Linked DNA regions of Gossypium hirsutum: regions 1 and 3 are each linked to region 2. The links are chromatin contacts, called in public Hi-C maps. All regions are on one chromosome and are shown on one strand. Each heading gives the region's core, a stretch centred on a gene start, on an enhancer-like site or on the middle of the called end of the contact. The rest is flanking DNA. Distances are from core to core; before and after follow the strand shown. Region 1 holds the start of LOC107957130. Region 2 holds the start of LOC121229563. Region 3 holds the start of LOC121229566 (probable methyltransferase PMT11).

The links. A called contact is a pair of places that touch in the nucleus more often than the background predicts.
Region 1: a Hi-C map of leaf shows a contact between it and region 2, with 4 times the contacts expected there. The contact joins the promoter of LOC107957130 here to the promoter of LOC121229563 in region 2. A contact is called at or near these places in 18 of 34 Hi-C or Micro-C datasets (callus, fibers, hypocotyl and 3 more).
Region 3: a contact with region 2 is called in a Hi-C map of leaf, with 2.3 times the contacts expected there. The contact joins the promoter of LOC121229566 here to the promoter of LOC121229563 in region 2. A contact is called at or near these places in 11 of 34 Hi-C or Micro-C datasets (leaf, petal and seedling).

Annotation. Positions count from the first base shown.
Region 1 is chrA05:96,097,915-96,101,323 of Gossypium_hirsutum_v2.1, forward strand. It overlaps LOC107957130, which reads right to left and starts at 1,684. Exons shown (of 5, transcript XM_016892568.2): 1 at 1,155-1,684; 2 at 475-559; 3 at 21-193. The coding sequence starts at 1,313.
Region 2 is chrA05:96,306,694-96,309,990 of Gossypium_hirsutum_v2.1, forward strand. LOC121229563 reads right to left here and starts at 1,989. Exons shown (of 3, transcript XM_041114169.1): 1 at 1,536-1,989; 2 at 824-1,161; 3 at 324-746. The coding sequence starts at 1,808. The coding sequence ends at 587.
Region 3 is chrA05:96,472,125-96,475,316 of Gossypium_hirsutum_v2.1, forward strand. LOC121229566 (probable methyltransferase PMT11) reads left to right here and starts at 1,704. Exons shown (of 9, transcript XM_041114171.1): 1 at 1,704-2,683. The coding sequence starts at 2,018.

The DNA.
Region 1 (3,409 bases), core at 434-2,933, 210 kb before region 2:
TGCGTATGTTATATACTTACATAGGGGGGAGACTCAGTGGTTTTCTTCCTTGGAGAATAGTTTTCTTGGCCTCCATAGTAAATAGATGAGCTGAGATAGCTAGGTTCCACTGTTTCATTGTGATAAACGGATGAACTCTTGTCTTTATTCCTTGTGCTGCTGCTTTGTCCCTTGCTATAATCAGTGTTATGATCTGAAACAAAACATGCATGAGCAACATTCTCATCTCTCATGTTTGTTTCTTGCTTGATAATAAACCAAACTTAACATTCTCATTAAGACCCCACATAAAGTTTTACTATAACAAACATAATTAATCTACATGTTTAATTTTTTTATATATCATATCCTCATATTCAGATACGTGTCAAGTACACACACATATATATATCCAAATATGTCGAACAGAAGAAAACTACGAGAAAAATGCAAGGAGAAATGCTAAAAATTAATACAAGAAGGCAACAAAAAAACCTGTTCCATATCTGGCATGATGGGGCAAACCCTGAGTATTCCATGAACCTCTAATTCCGGAGTGAGTTGAGTCCCTCCCCAGCACCTGAAATCAGAAAAGAGAGAACAATATTTAGACCTATTCACCATTAAAAACCTATAAAAATTAGAACAAAAATGGATAACCACAATTAAAACAAGCCATACATAGCCAGAGGTCACCAATAATTCCATTAATGCACAGTACAAAGCCAACTTTTCTCCCACCACTAGCTAGCATTGGAATATACATATTAACTTTGCAAATTTAAGATGTTACAGAGAAAAATTGACCGGTAAACCCCACTAGCTAGCATCTATCCACTAAGTGAATATATCCAAGCACATGATGTACAGAATTTTAGTGTATTATATAAAGCATCTCTTTGCATCTTTTTTAAAGAATCATTCACTTGGAATATATAAATCCATAATGTTAGAAAAAGAAATATACAAACTCTAAATACAATTAAGCCAGGTTTATCCTAAATATATCAACTTCTCAGTTACTTCCAATCAAAGTATATTATCCCCCAGTATCAAAATTTCACACATCTGCAAGTAAATAGCTAACTAATGAGTAAAATGGTATTTCATTTTTCGTCAAAATCAACAAAGCTGTATCATTTTATGGATAGAAAATGAAGAGCAAAAGGGTTTACCACTGATGGAGGGGGAAAAATAGTTCCAAAAAGCCCAGTTGTGGTAGTTGATGAAGAAGAAGAGTCCTTTGGACCAAAGAGATGATCCAAAGAAACAGACGATGAAGATGATGATGATGATGATGATGAAGAGCCACTCACTTGCCTTTTGTTTTCCATACCAGAAAAATAAGTGAACTTTTTTTTTTTTTCCTTTTTGGGGTTTAAAAAAATATCTTTCTTTGTCAACCAACGAACAAAACTACTCTTTGAGATATATATAAATATATATATCTTAAAACAAGAAACGACCCTCAAAGAACGAGACCGAACAAAAAACACAAAGACAAAAAGGTTGCTGGCAATGTCGGGCCAGTGGATAAGATTTTCTTTTTTCTCAGAAAACAAAAGAAACAAACCAAAGAGATAAAAGTAAAGAAGAGTGCAAGAGAGGTAGGAAGGAGGTAAGGGAAGGAAAGCAAAAGAGGGAGAGAGAGCTGAGAAACACGTGAAGAGTTTGCAGTGCAGATGTAGAGATATGTTTGTTGGTTGGCAAAGGATCCAAGCCTATTTATAAGCCCAAGAAAAGGGGTTTTTCACAGTTTGAGCTCCTTTTGTTCAACCCCATTTTGAAGATCGAAAGAGAATTAGACAAATGGAATTTTTACTAAAGCCTAGAAAAAGAAAACCCATGTGAATTCCTTCATTTTTTATGTCTGGTTTTTTGACAAATGGCTATGCATGTATCATTCAAACACCAAACACAAGTTGGACATTTCATTTGATTCAATTCCAACCCTTGTTTGCCACGTGTCTCCTTGGGTACTTCTTTTATTTTTTTATTGTTAATAAAGAACATGAGTCATCTCTACATAATTATTTCTTTTATAAAATTATTAGATATAATATAAATTGTTTGCTCCTTTTTGGTATGGTTTGATTTTATGTCAAGTCTCCATACTGTGTTTTCTCTTGTTATTTCCCTTAAGCTATCTAATGTTTTTAAGATCTTTACTATTTTTTTTGTACTAATGTCATAATTAATTATATATTCTCCTTTGAACAAAAAAATTTATTGTATTATATTAATAGTTTATATTGTTGAGGGGATGTGGAGCTTGCTTCGAGAAAAATCTGTGAAGTGGGGAGTCAATAGACCTCTCAACAAGTTGGTTTAGACCTGAGGCATCTATCCTCGGTTTTATTTAGGTTTTGTCTCCCGACTTTACTAAGAGCCTCAGAGGGTTCATGGAGTAAGAGTGCCTTCATCCATTGAAAAAATGTTAACATTTGCTCTTGATGAGATTTGAGCCCATATCCTTATATGACAATTGTAGGTAAGGAAGGTACCACTTTGTCTACAATACTTTGTAAACTTCTTTTAAAACAAGCGTGACCTCTCCGCAATAATGATCATTAAGAATATATGATTAATTTTTTAAATATAATTCTTAAATTACTCTCAATCTTTATATGGAGGATATTAATAATATATGTAATAAATATATTTATAAAAAATGAGGTATAAAACAATTGAGTCTTTGGCTGAAATGATAAACCAAATATGTTAAAAAATATAGTGTCTTAAGTCAAATCCTAGGTGTATAATATTTATATAAAAGATATAAAAAATAAAAACATAATTAAATAATATAATTTATTTTATAAAGTAATTGTATTTTAGTCATTATTAATTGAGTTAATTCTCGATTAACTCATAACAACAACTCAATTACAGGCTTAATATATAGTAGTACAAGTTGTATAAATCATCTTTATTAAATTCAAATGAATCCCACTTCAAATATTGTTTTGTTATACAATTTTATGGAAGAGAAAAGAGGACATATATAGCCGAAATTTAATTTGTGTTCCTAAAAGAACTTATATCTCAAAATTTATCTTGTAAATTATTTATCATATATAAAATATATTTTTAGTTATGATTTTTTATCAAATGTTATGGATAAAGTATACATATAATATGAATAAAGTATACATATAATATTTAATCAATCAGTCAATTACCCAATTGTAAAAATTATTAACTTAAGCATTAACATTATAAACATAAAAATTTAGGCACCCAATCGCTGGACACCAATAATTATGTGATGTAGTATTATTATGGTGGATGATAGGTTGTATTACTATGCATTTCAACCTACCAAATAGTATTCTTCACATGGTATTATAAATTTGAAATTAAAAGAAGATAAATTAAAATATTTACCTTTTAAATTTTCAAAAAAGTTTTATTTTAATTAGAAAAGTTA
Region 2 (3,297 bases), core at 739-3,238:
GTTCAATTTTTATGAGTTAAGATTGAAATAGGTTACTTTGGTTTCAAAGCCTTTTTTTTTCTTTTTTTTTATAAAAAAAATTAGATTTTCAATGGGTTTTATGATGATTTTAATGGAGGAGTTTTTGGTTACTAAGAAAGTTGTGAAACTTAAAAAAGAAGAAAATGAAAAAAAGAGAGGTTTTGATATAATCTCTACTTTGAACAAAAGAAAACATAGTTCTCTGAACTCTACTTTTGTTGACAAAATCCTTTTCCTGATGGGGTGAATATGTTTAAATCACATAAATGATAGCAATGACTTTGAGATGGCTAGAAATCAAATAAAAACAAGTCTATAGTTTATTTTTTTGATCTCCCCTCCCAACCCTCCAATACATATTTTCACTATTCACTCACAAATATAATTTAATGGATGGATTCTTCACCATGTGAATGACAATGAAGAATGTGTACCGGAAATGGACCGAATTCTAACCCAAAAAGACGACCTAATCTCTTTAAAAATAGATAAAAATACTCGTATCTTAGTTCATACAACAACTCGGAACGGTGCTAGTTTGACCTTACCATTTTTCATAAACTACTCATTCTTCAATGAACTTCTTGAGGTTCTTCAACCACAGAATATACTCCCGGCCATCCTTATTAATCATGTACTCGTGCAAGTAATTTGTGGTGCTCGGTTTGATTCCTCGGATCTCCAAATACTTGTGAAAAGCCTTCTGCAGGTTCTCATCCAAATCACTGCAAAACAAGAACATTAGTAATCGCATTCCATGCAAATCAATATTCCAATTTCACAATGTATTGAATAGGCTTACTAGAAATCTGGGCCTTCATAGGCGAGTTCATCCTCGGAGTTGGGATTTCGAACGGACAAACTATCTATGGTAATCTCATCAGGGTAAGCGGTACAGTTGAACTCTAAACTCGGACAGCCTTTTTTTGAGACATTAACAACCAATGGGACATTTGATTTACTAGGCTTTTCAGTGTCATCATCATCGTCATCATCCGCTTCGCCTTCACCAGTGACAAGATCAGGCATGTGAACATTAACTTTGATGAGTTCACCATCATACTCTCGTGTCAATGTTATGGTTTGAAGCCCAGGAGTGTCTTCGATTTTGAAAGGGAATTCACTTGGGGTTCCTTCAGCCTGTGAAGAAACAATTTTTTTTAAATGATTAAAAAACAATTCAAAATAAAGCATCGATTTCAGCTTGAAAACTTAACATCAATACTGGCTATTAAGCGATTGTTCTGTTTTTTTTCCCCACAAATTCTTTCAATAACCATATTGTAAACAACTAAAAGCAGCTTCTAATTATGTTTCTCGGGTCGGATATAAGTTCTACAATGAGTGTTACCATGTTCCAAGACAGCTCTTGAATTCAATCCCTACAAGTCTTCAGTTGACACGATTTGGATTGCAAAACACCCAAAATCCAAGTTCTATTTTTCCACTTACTTTCGTATAAACCCTAAATGATAAAAGAAAATGGGGAAAAGAAAAACTAATTAATTACTCACCTGATCATATTCATCACTCTCCTCGGCACACTGAATCTCAGACTCAATAACTCGGAGAAGAGACTCATCAGAAGCGGATTTTTGAGAATCAACAGCCGTTGAGAAATGCAGGGTGTTTGGGTAAAAACGGTTCACAGTAGGATGCTGAGACTGGAGGCCATGGTTCAAGGCCGTGAAGATGCAAGAGTGGTAGCTTCTCTGGACTCGGGTGAGTCGAATCGCGAGTGGAGCTAAGGAGTTAGCTGTTTTCCGGAGAATGGACGTGAAAGCCATGGGGGAGAAAGGTTGCTAGGGTTTTAGGAACGGTGGAGAGGGTTTTAGGTTGTTTTAAAGGCAGCATTCATGTTGAGGTACTGATGGGCAATATTCAAAAGCTTCCCCTGTTGGGCCTAATTTGGTCTGGGATTGGGCACTTGCCCATAAAATCTCTAAATCTAACTTTATTCACTCGGGTTTAGCGTATTCTACAATGTCTCAACTGGTTATATGATGTTAGCTTTAGACATGGGATCTTAACGAGTCGTTTATTTCATTTGATTACTTATGTTTATTCGAAAACATTGTTATTTTCAGCATCTAGATAGATTATTTATTCTATTGAAACTATTGTTAGATATTTTTCAAAGAAATATAGTTTTTATGGGTAAAAAAGCATGTGTCTGTTACGATTTTAATTAAATAAATTATTAAAAATTACAAACCTCATAAATTTAATTCAATTTCAACCAACCTTAATTTTATATTTATAATTTTTTAATATTTAAATTTATTTATTATTCATGTTATTGTGTATGTGTCAAAATCTAAATATAAAAATAAAAGGTTGCATAAAACTAAATGAGTTATATATATATATTTATTTAAAGGTTAGAATTTATGTTAACCGAAACAGCAAATCTTAATAAGAAAACCATACATTTTTAAATCAATGAAACCTCAATTGTTGGACATGAAGTAACTTTGATGTAATTTCTTTTTGGATAAATTGGATAGGTGATTATCCAACTTTTAGGTATGTTCTATTTTGATCACCCCACTTAAAAAACTTTCAATTTTGTCATCAATGTTTTTAAATTTTAAAATTTTTGTCACCCTGCTAAATACTTGATGTGGGTAGTTTTTTATTGGTCTAATAATAAATTTAATCCTCCAATATTTATACATTTTATCAATTTGATCCTAAATCTAGCCATTTAGCCCTCAATATTTACAAAATTTCACAAACTTCTGTAATTTGCACAACAATAATCCTGTATTCTCTCTACTAGCAAATCGGTGAATTGCTTCCCTCTCAGCTTCTCTCCTTTCTTTTTAATTGTTTTTTTTTTTCTGTTCTGTCTCTGCAATTTTGTGCTTTGCTTTGAAAGTTATTCAATTTTTGCACTGGAATGAAGAGAAGAAAACCCCAAAGGTAAAAATAAGAAAAAAATATGGAAAAGACCTATGCGCCCAAACGTTTTCCTTACCCAACCAGGCCTAGTTAATTATGGAGAAGCAAGAGTCTGAACTGTGTGTGTTTTTTTTTTAATGGGTTTCCCCTGTAATTTGGATAGTTGCTTCTTTTAGATATTGTTTTTCGCTACTTCGATTGATAGTTCCGTTGGTTAATTTAGTTCTTTTTGACTTATTTCTTGCTGGGTTTTTTTTCTCCGATTTCCTTATGCCTGTGAAACTATCTGCACAGGTGTTTCAATTTCCCTTGAAGGGTTTGATTGTTCCACTTTTGGCTTGTTTATAAAAATATACCATCATCTCACACTGA
Region 3 (3,192 bases), core at 454-2,953, 170 kb after region 2:
CCCAAAATAGTGGCAAATTTGTGGATCTTAGTGTTGGATCTTATGCCCTAAGTGTAATATTTTCGTCTAAGTATACTTGTAATTTTTTAAATAGATTGATTAATAAAACTATTCATGAATTACATATTGATTAATAAAACTATTGCACTATTGCACTTCAGTGCATTCTTGTACTATTTTTGTCTATCCTATGTGTTTTGTTAAGTTTACATTGGGCCTCCGTTGAATAATAAAAGACAAAAATAAAGCTAAGAATAATATGACAAGGTTATGAGTCAGTGATGGAATGGCAATGAAAGAAATTATAATGATTGAGTTATAGTATAGAGTTACTAATACTAATACTAATATGTTTTACACTTTTTTATTACAATGTTATTGTACTATATTTTTATTTAATTAATAAAAGGCAAGTTTAATTCTCGTTGTACTTACTAAGCTTTCATAAGCTTAACGTGTTATTTCTAATGCGTAGGTAAAATTGTGACATGAGGATTTTCTAAGGATCAATGTCTTTGCATCTCTTCCTATCCCAAGAGCTTGGAGAAGAGTATGCTATCTCCACTATTTTGTTTTTAAGTATATGGCATGTACCTAGGTGAATGTTTATGTAAGTAAATAGGGAACTAATTGATTCCCACATTTGAGTTTGATGTGTTTTAGTGAGTAAATATAAGGTATTATTTGGTATATGAGTTCTGGTTTGTGTTTGGAATGAGTATGAACGATTTTGGTATGGTTTGGGTGTGCTTGAAAATAGAATTTTTAGGTCCCCTATTCTAGGCCTTGAGACATGTGAAATGTGTCTCGAGACGTACAAACTTCAAAGGTAAATATCTACAGTAACCGAACCATGTCTCAAGACATAAAGGACTTTGTGTCGAGATAGGACAACATCGAAGCTAAACTTCTACAGTGTCATGGCAATGTCTCAAGACATGTAGGCCTTGATCTCAAGACATACAAACTTGCAGTTGAAATTTTTTATTCCAATTAAATAAGACTTGAAGCAAATTTTATATGCAATTAATCTTTATTAATAGTCTAGTTATATTCCTAAAAGTGTAAAAAAGTCTTCAATTCATTATTAAAAGTTTAATTTAAAAGTGTTTGAAATCATAAATGTATGTTCAATGTTCAATGTTCAATGTTCAATGTTCAATGTTCAATATAACATTTGTTACTTGAGTTCACTCAGGTAAGGAGTGTTACACATGTGGTAGTATATAATTAGCCTACATGTAAACTTTTGGTAGGAATTAAGATCGTTAGACGAAAGTACTAAATTGATAGACGAGAATTAAAATTCAAGTATCACGTTAGACAAATTTTTGTTAAAGTACAAGTGTATTTTTTTGCCATTATCCCAATTTATATTGATCATAATACAAATTATTATAATTCTAAAAATTTAACATTTATATTTAAGTGTTTTTACTTCCTCAATCATATTGTTACGATTTTTTAACAAACTTTTAATAAATAATATAATATATATTAATTAATACACAATTAACTCGTGGATTATATATAAAAAAAAACTAATTAATATCTATATCATTAGATTTGATCACTTCAATTAAACAAAATTTTACTCGATACTTATAGGTCTGTTTCATATTTGATTAAAGAATACATATAATTATCATAAATTTTTTTCAGCACAACTATATTTTAAAAGAAGTTAAAATTTAAAGAATTGTAAATTTTAAAATTTCATTGTGATGTTTGATAACTTGTATTTGAGTCGTGCTTATTGTAGAAATACATTTTGAGTTGAGTATGAGATGTATAACATGGATTTAAACTTAGTTATTATATTAAATCAATTTTAAAATAAATTTCACAGATGAAGATAAATTTTCGTTCACCGACAAGTGACGCTAGCAAAACACAAATCAATCGAATCTCCAGCTTTGGGAAAATTTTAAAGAAAGTCAGTACTTCAAGCCACTGATTCAGAAAACGACACTCCGGATCTCCGCCATTCGCCGTCGTTTTGAAGCGTTTCTCAACCATGAAACTTCTCGGCCATGTCGATTCCCTCAAAAGCCAAACGTCGATCAAATTCGCGGCCTTTATTTTTATTTCCGTCGCTTCCTTTTACTTAGGCAAACACTGGTCCGACGGTTCCCGACTCATCTTCTTCTCCCGCCAATCCCCTTCTGGAACGACGTCGTCTTCTTCTTCCATCGCTCTTTCTCCTAATCTCAATAAAGAATTCAATGTCTCCGCTCTCATTGACACTCCGGAACCTCCTCGTTCAGCTAAAAGCGAAGGAAAGTGGGCGTCGGGGTCTTTGAAAGCTCCGCCTCCACCTCCAGAGTTCAAGATTTACGGGATCGTAGATGAGAATGGTACAATGTCGGATAAGTTTGAGATCGGGGAGTTTGATACGGATTTGGTGGAGAATTGGGATAACGGAACGGAGGTTGAGGCGGAAACGGGTAAAGAGGAGGTTAGGTCTACCTTTAGAGTGAAGAAGTTTGGGTTTTGCGGAGAAAATATGAGAGAGTATATACCGTGTTTGGATAACGTGGAAGCGATTAAGAGGCTTAAATCGACGGAGAGAGGGGAGAGATTTGAACGACATTGCCCGGAGAAAGGGAAAGGATTGAATTGCTTGGTTCCAGCTCCAAAAGGATATTGCCCTCCGATCCCTTGGCCTAGGAGCCGCGATGAGGTAAATAATTCTATTTAATTTTGAAAAATACATGTTAAAAGTAAATAGAATAGCGAATTATTGATGTAATGTTTTTCTAGATTATTTAACTACTGGGTCTGAGCTCGTTGAATACTTAAGCTTAACATGGAGAATATGGGGCTCAGTTGGAGTCACTAGTGGAAAAATTAGAATCAACAGTATCTGAGTTGGCTTTTTTCTGTTTTTGGGTGTTTAGAAAGTGCAAATTAAATAGAATGTAGAATATCGAACTGAGCTTGTGTGATTGAGTCATGAGTTGATAATTAGAGCCAACTGGCTGTTTCGGAAGTGGTTAGGAAGGAGAAATTAAATGGTTTGTAGTTTAGCTGGACAAGGAGAGTTTGCGTTTAGTGTAAGATTACATGCCTTAAAGTTAAAGTACTAAAATGGATTTGGCATCTTTAGATCTTTATAGGAAACGTAGTATAATGAAAAACGGTAGACAAGCTTAACTTATATGTGTGTTTTTGGACTGCATTGATGCGAAA